Linked DNA regions of Rattus norvegicus: region 1 is linked to region 2. Evidence: chromatin contacts called from public Hi-C data. All regions are on one chromosome and are shown on one strand. Each heading gives the region's core, a stretch centred on a gene start, on an enhancer-like site or on the middle of the called end of the contact. The rest is flanking DNA. Distances are from core to core; before and after follow the strand shown.

What was found. A called contact is a pair of places that touch in the nucleus more often than the background predicts.
Region 1: a Hi-C map of liver shows a contact between it and region 2, with 3 times the contacts expected there. The contact joins two enhancer-like sites. A contact is called at or near these places in 2 of 12 Hi-C or Micro-C datasets (both in liver).

The regions. Positions count from the first base shown.
Region 1 is chr9:81,086,806-81,090,389 of GRCr8, forward strand. No RefSeq gene overlaps it. Among named protein-coding and RNA genes, the nearest start is that of Mreg, 200 kb to the right of the region's middle. Within about 2 kb of position 2,301, at least 3 of the 93 cell types and tissues checked have an H3K27ac peak or open chromatin away from gene starts, as enhancers often do. A contact at or near this core is called in liver, where this site is marked.
Region 2 is chr9:80,878,430-80,882,199 of GRCr8, forward strand. No RefSeq gene overlaps it. Among named protein-coding and RNA genes, the nearest start is that of Fn1, 170 kb to the left of the region's middle. Within about 2 kb of position 2,447, at least 3 of the 93 cell types and tissues checked have an H3K27ac peak or open chromatin away from gene starts, as enhancers often do. A contact at or near this core is called in liver, where this site is marked.

The DNA.
Region 1 (3,584 bases), core at 1,051-3,550, 210 kb after region 2:
GCAATAGAAAATCATAATAAATTTACTTTAAATTTAACATGGCATGGTGGGGGTCAGAAATGAAGTTTTTCTAGCATACATGAGGCCGTGGGTTGAGTTTTTAACACCACACAGAAAAACAAAGAAACAAACCCCCAAAGACCAAGGAAAGCTGTGTTTCTATGCTTCCATTCCACAGAGTTAGAGAGCTACAGAGACGAGTGACTAGATGTAAATGGACTGTGACCTCATGGTGAGCTGAGCTGAGGGCACCACACGGCTGTTTACTCAGGTTCTTCTCTACCTGGATGGGTTCCCACTGGAATAAAAGTTTTATCACCAACTTCAGGCAAAGTAGGTCAGAAAATTCCTTTAGGATTCTATGTCAGGAGAAAAGAGAGAGGTCGGAGTGACCTTATCTTTGCAGTTTTATCAAGTGCCAAGAGAGCATATTTGGGGATCCCATATCTGAGCCCCAACAATCAATTTCCTTTTCTGTTGTCCTTTCATTCTTTCTCTCTCAGTATACCTACCTCCTTACCCCAGAAGGCAAATATTAAGTGAAACTTGTCTAGACACTTTAAGCCCTTCAATATAACTCATTTTCTATATGCACGTCATGGCTTTGGGAAGGTAGCTGAGGGGAACCAGCTCACATATGGATAAATACCTCATCTTTCACTACCCATGGAGTGTTGGCTCTTGCACTCCTCACAAATACCAATTCTCAAGCTATTTCTATAAAGTGGAATTTCTTTGCACACGAACTCACACATATCTCCCCATATACTTTCATATGTCTGTATGTTACTCACACCACCTAGCACACTAGAAAATCATGTTAACAGAGCTTACCCTGGATTGCTCGAGATACAAGGTACATGTCTGTACATGTTCTGTACAAATGCAGCTTCCTCGTCCCACTCCCACCCCAAATGGTCTCTATTATGGGTGATTGACTGTAGACACAGAACCCTGGCCTGGGGAAGGCGGACTGCATGCTCCTCCTTTCCTGATAAAAATCCAGGAAGGTCCTAGTGTGGAGATAGTTACTGGGATAGTAACTGAGCAGTGAATAGGTGCAGATGGTCCTTCTCCCCCTTTGTGGTTTGATCTCCAAGCCAACCTGAGGAACCTAAGGAATACTGTCACCATCTAGGGATCTTGATCAAGTTGCTTTCTCTGCCAGGTGAAGAATTAAAAGGCAGGGGGGAAAGTCTCCAGCTCAACAGGCAGAGGCAGAAAACTCATAAACACAAGAAGCAGGAGTGACAGAATTGGCAGGTGAAGAAAGGCCTTTCGTTCTGGATGAGGAAATGCACGTGCATATAAGCAGGTACACAGGAAGACCCTCCACAAAGCAGAGGTGGAACTCGGGGAGACAAAATCCAGCCTCATCCTGAGGGGTGGAGTTTTCTAAGTCTCCGAAGGGTCTTTCTCCCCTAAACTTAAAGTTGGTCGGTTTGAAGAAAGACAGGCTGGATAGCTGATTGGCCCCACAACTGTCTCTAAATGCATCCTGCTGCGTCTCTGGACCTGTTGAGCCAACCCATCAGCAGGGGGCCTTGCTGGTGGGAGACAAAGCCACAGGCCTTTGTTTTAAGCTGCCAGGCTTTCATCTCCGACCAGGAAAGGGAGAAGGAAACCAGCCATCTTGCAAGCTCGCCACCTTTATCACATAGCCATGGCCCCTCTCCCTATCTGTCTGCCCACCAGGAAGTCTGCCAAACTCCAACCCCACACCACCAAGTCTGTTTCCAAGGTTTCTGGTCTGCTTTCTATATCACCTAGAGAGAAATCTCCAAAGATTCCACTCTGTCTCCTGGGTTACCACATCAAGTATTATTTTTTATATTATACCGCATACATCTTAGATGCTCACAGGTTATAATGCAATAGTGCACTGACTTTTAGTATTGCACAGGGAGCAAAAAGGCACATAAGGTTAGTTAAAACGAAAAGATCTGGGGCTACAGGATAGCTCAGTAGTCGAACAGGTGTTTTGCCCTGCACCCCCCATTGGCATGAGAAAAACAAAATCTCTAACTTCCTGAAAACCACCTTGCTAAATCAATAGGATCAATAGATTTGTCCTATTTTCTCAGTGGCTGCTTTCTTGCAATGAAGACTGCTTGCACAACCTTGGGTATTGGGGTCAGCCTAATCACCAACATAAGACAAAGCTGTGAACCTGTCCTAAGCTTAGCAACATAACAGCACAGTAGACAGTAACGGCCCTGTGACCAAGCTTTAGACAGTGTGTCTGACAGTTAGACAACATTGGGCTTTATCTCTGCCTAGTCGCACACAGTTTAGCAAGAACCATCCACTCTTGACGTGATCACCCTGGCCAGCCTTTACCAAGAACCCTGCTTGGACTGTTTAGTCTGTGCTTGTGTTTAATTTGTTGAAAATGTATCCTGTAGGAGAGAAAATACACCCCCTGTCTTCACCCATCCAAAGGTCGTGCCTGACACTTCTATGACCAAAGACAGATAAGCAATAAAAAAAATAATAATAAATTTACTTTGTCTAGAGTTTGTCTGGAATTCCCCTTCCTCGTGGATGACTACCCTTAGTCCTTTTTCTCTCTACTGACCCTCTGGCTTTCTTCATAGGCTACAAATCCCTATGTGTGTCTTTGTAGTATTTAAAATTGAACTCATTCTTTCTCTTCTGTCACAATGGTCCTGAATCCCCCTCCTACTTTGACAAATGCTAACTTTTCCCTTAAGCACACTGTGCTGTAGATAAGTGTTTTTAACCCCTGTCACAGTTCCATAACTAGTCTCAGCTATGTGTTATGTGTGTGTGCTTACACGTGTATGTGTGGTTCTATTTTAGCTGCTTGTTTTATTTTTATTGAAACAGAAGCTCATGTAACTCAGGCTGGCCTTGAACTCCTGATGAGTTTACCTCGTGAGAGCTAAAATCACAGGTACGTACTGCTGTGCCCAGGCAATCAAACATAGGGCTTTGGTCACGCTCTACAAACTTGATACAAACATGCCAACAACTGAGCGACATCCCCAGCCTCAACCACAGGCATTGAAGTATGCTATAGTCCCCGACCCTAAAGTGTCCCCTGCAGTTGCCCTTCATATATCACCTCACTGTCCCCTCCTCCACGTTCCTGGAAACTGTAACTTTTGTAAAACTACTGTATGTGGGCTGGTGAGGAGGCTCAGCATTTAGAATGCATGCTCCTATTCCAGAGGATCTGAGTTCAAGTCCCAGCACCTCAGCAGGCAGTGGACAACCACCCACGACTCCAGCGACACAGCATTTTACACCTTCTCCTCACCTCTGCAGACACCCATACACACTGACACACATTTCCACAGACATACAGCCAATAAAAATAAATGTTTAAGAGCAAAACCCTGCTGTCGGCAAGGAAACACTCCTGTAGAGCGGGCTGGGGACGTGGAGAAGGGAGGTACTCGGGCCATGGTGGTAAAGGGGTTTCTGCTTGTCCAGAGGGGTCTTCCTCTCTCAGGTGAAGGGCACTGTGGTGAATGGGTGGATGCCAGAGAGGTTTCACCAGACACCAAGGTGAGTTTAATGGGTTACTGGAAAGAATAATAGGCAGGCAGCAACCTTGC
Region 2 (3,770 bases), core at 1,197-3,696:
TTATCTTTCTAAAGAAAAAAAAAAAAACCCCAAAAGCTCACCAACTGCAGATACTATAAAATGTTTGCGAGGTGACAGAGAAATACCTCCTTCAAATCCGAATTTCCATAGCTCTCTTCAACTTTCCCCCAACAACTTGAAAGGCTCCATGAAACCATTATCCTCTGCTCTGAGGTACAGAGCTCCATACCGTGCCTTACCCGACCACCGCCTGTATGAAGTCTGGGATCTCTCCACAGAGTCTCCCCAGATTGTGTCCATAAAGTCGAGAGTCGCCAGAACACCTGGTCTCTGGTTTTGCATTCCATTCACTGAAAGAGCCTGTTTTATTGTATTTTATTAAAAATTGGAAAGCCTGGATCTGGAGTTGTAGTTACCAAAACCAATCCTTTCCCTTCTCGTTTACAAGGTCCTTTGTTGTGGCCACTATTTTTTATTTATTTGTTTGTTTGTTTGTTTGTTTGTTTAGAACTAGAGGCTCTTACTGTACGTAGCTCATTTCTCCTTCCACTTCAGTGGTTCAGCTAATCCTACCCATTTGAAGATAAATATTCCCAACAATTAACTCATCTGCTGGTGGGGATAGATGATGGGTGAGCTAAAGAGCTAAATATAAACATATTTCTGAAGTATGTTCCTGAATAGGACCAGAAGTGCTACAGCATGATACTTTAAAAAATGATAATTATAGAACAACTGTTGTAGCTTGAATGTGAAATGTCCCCCTGAAGCTCATGTATTTGAACACTCATTCCCTTGATGGGACGGAGTCTTGAGAGAGGGTCTAGATGGAAGAAGTAGGTCACAGGGCCTTAAGGTTTCTAAGTCCGATTTTACTTCCTGTCCTCTCTGCCTCCTGACTGCAGACACGATGTCACCGGCCCCTTGACACTTCTGCTTCCCCGCTTCCCCACAGTAACCGACTGTACTCCTTCAAAGTGTAAGCCAAAGTGAGCCCCTCCCCAATTCGGTTGCTGGTTGATCACAGCAACAATCAAAGTAATCTACAAACAACATCAAACTTAGCAGATACCTAAAATGCTTGAAGATGCTGATATTCTACACACGTCCTCACACCCATCTCCACTACAAACAGAATATAAATGTTATTGTTATTTGTGGCCCTCGGGTTTGTTTTAATATTAGACAAGGAGTGCTGTGGCTCTATAGTTTAAGTAGTAGCCTACAGTCCCCTACTCCCAACCCCATATGTGATTATACTCCCATAAGTATTTCAGGTAATTGGCTAACAAAATGCCTTTCTTGTAACTGTAAAATTCAAGATACTAATCTATATGGATATATTGTTTTCTTTAAATGTCTTCTAGGCCCTTCCTTCTTCCACACACTTCTCTTTTAAACCTGTGACACAAGATCCAATTACATACTCGCAGCAGGAAAGAGGAAACTCCTGCTATTCTTCATCACATGTCGTCATGAAAATATAACACCATGTGTCGTATTTCTGATCTAGGAATCAAAGGCAGGAATTGGTGCATGTCCTCCAAGTGATTTAGCTAAAAGAAGAATGTTACAGCATCACCTTTCCCCCTGTTTCTACTGACAAAGCAATGGGGAAAAGACAGTTTTACATTTTTTCAACTGATGAAAAGAGGGAAGTTGGCATGTCCTAGGCAATTAATCTCATGGGGGTGGGTAAACGTTTAGATAAAAAGACTCAAATGGTTTCCTCCTTTAATCGGAAAACAGCCTCCCCAGAAATATTTATAATTCATAAAGCATGATCTGGAGAGGACATGATGCTTTGAAACTAGGGAGTGTAAGTGTGCACTGTCCAATTAGTGGTTCCCCTGAAAGAGGAAAATATTTTTAGAACTCTAGGGGAAAGCCTCGGGGTGAGGATTGGGAGAGATTTGAATTTCAGATTGGCAGAGCCCTGTTACATGGGATAGATAACCCAGCCCAGCCGGCCATAGTGGTCTCACCTTTGAAACAAACAAATGAAACATCCCAGCATGGGATGAATAATAATAATTAATTATTATTTATTAATAAATGAATAGCTACACAGTGGCTGGTCTGCCATTTATACTCTTTAGACATTCTCTTACCTTCTTCTAATGGAAATAAATTATAAAAAAGCATGTGTGTGTGCGTGTGTATGTGTGTGTGTGTGTGCATGTGTGTGTGTGTGCGTGTGTGTGTGTGCAAGAGGTATGCATGTGTATGCACATGTGTGTAGGGAGGTACATGCCCATGTATGCATGTGTGGAAACCAGAGGAGGAGCCTAGGTGTTCTCTAGCACTCTCTGCCTTTGCCTCTTGGTCCTTTGCTGAACCTGGAGAGGTAGCAAAAGATCATTTCTGATTATATTTGTGTGGCTGTTTCCAGAAGAGACCATCAGTGAAGCCGGGGAGTGAGGAAAGAAGAACCATCCTCACCCATACAGAACAAAGGAGCAGAGGAAAGGTCAGTTTGCTCTGCCCTGTGAGTCTGGGATGCCTTGAACTCCAGCCCCTGCTGACCACACCAGCAGTCCCTTTGGATTCTCAGGCCTTCGACCTTTGCGTTTGAACTCCAAGTTTTATTTCCCCAGCTTCCTTGTTTCGGGCCTTTGGACCTGAGTCAACCCATTCCATCGGCTTCCTGGGGTGACCGTCTTTCGCACTTCATCTCCACAGTGTACGAGCTAATTCTTGTAATAAATCCCTCTTGTTTACCATGGCTGTGTCTACATCCGTCTATTGATTCTCCTACTCATCCAGCCCTCTCTCTGCTTGGTTCTATTTCCCCGAGAAACCCTAATATAAAAGTCTTTCTTTTTAAAATTTTTATCTCACGTGTGTGGGTATTTTGCCTGAACAAAATGCATGTCTATGCACCAAATGCATGTCCAGTACCCACAGGGACCAAAAGAGACGTCAGATCCCCTGGAACTGGATTTACAGAGGGTTCGAGCAGCCATGTGAATGCTGGGAGTTGAATCCATGCCCAGCTCCTAATCACCACACCATCTCCCCAGCTCTTGCATTTATGAATAGATCCAAGAGATATTGAAGCAAGAAGTTATGCTTCCGTGGGTGGTGGTGATGCATACCTTTAATCCAAGCACTTGTGGGGGCAGAGGCAGGTGGATCTGTGAGTTCAAGGCCAGTGTGTGATCTACAGAGTGAGTTCTAGGACGGACAGGACTACACGGGGAACCCTGTCTTGGAAGAAGGATGGGAAAGCTTGCTTGGTGTCTCTAATAGAGCTACATGCTTATTCTTCAGACTCCTTTAAAACAGGACCTCAGGACCCATGTAGGCAAAGGACCTTTACTTCATTACCCACCAAGCCAAGAAGGCACTACTTCATATTACGTTTCCTGACTATTTCTGTGTCTCTTGTACCAGCTTAGATACTACCTCTTGAAAGAGACCATCCTGACGTCCTCTAAACTTCCTGGCTTATATCATTCGCCACAATTTACAATTGTTGTATTCGTTTGCTTTGATAACACGTACACATCTATCATCTCACTACACAGAGTCACAGAACGGCCATGCTGGACAAGGCACTCCCATACACGATTTAGAAATAGCTGTATAAAGTTCTGTAGAGCTGTCAAATGGACAAATTAGCATTCTCAGGAGTGCTGTGTCCCTTACATAATTTGTGACCCTTTATAAGTACTCAACAAAGTAATCTTTTTCAAGCCTATTTTTGGGAAGAGAATAGGTTCGTGGTAGTCTAACACCATATGCTAAATTGGCTTGTCCGTGAGCTCTGAAAGCTAGGCTCTGTATGGAAACAAAGTTATTCCTGG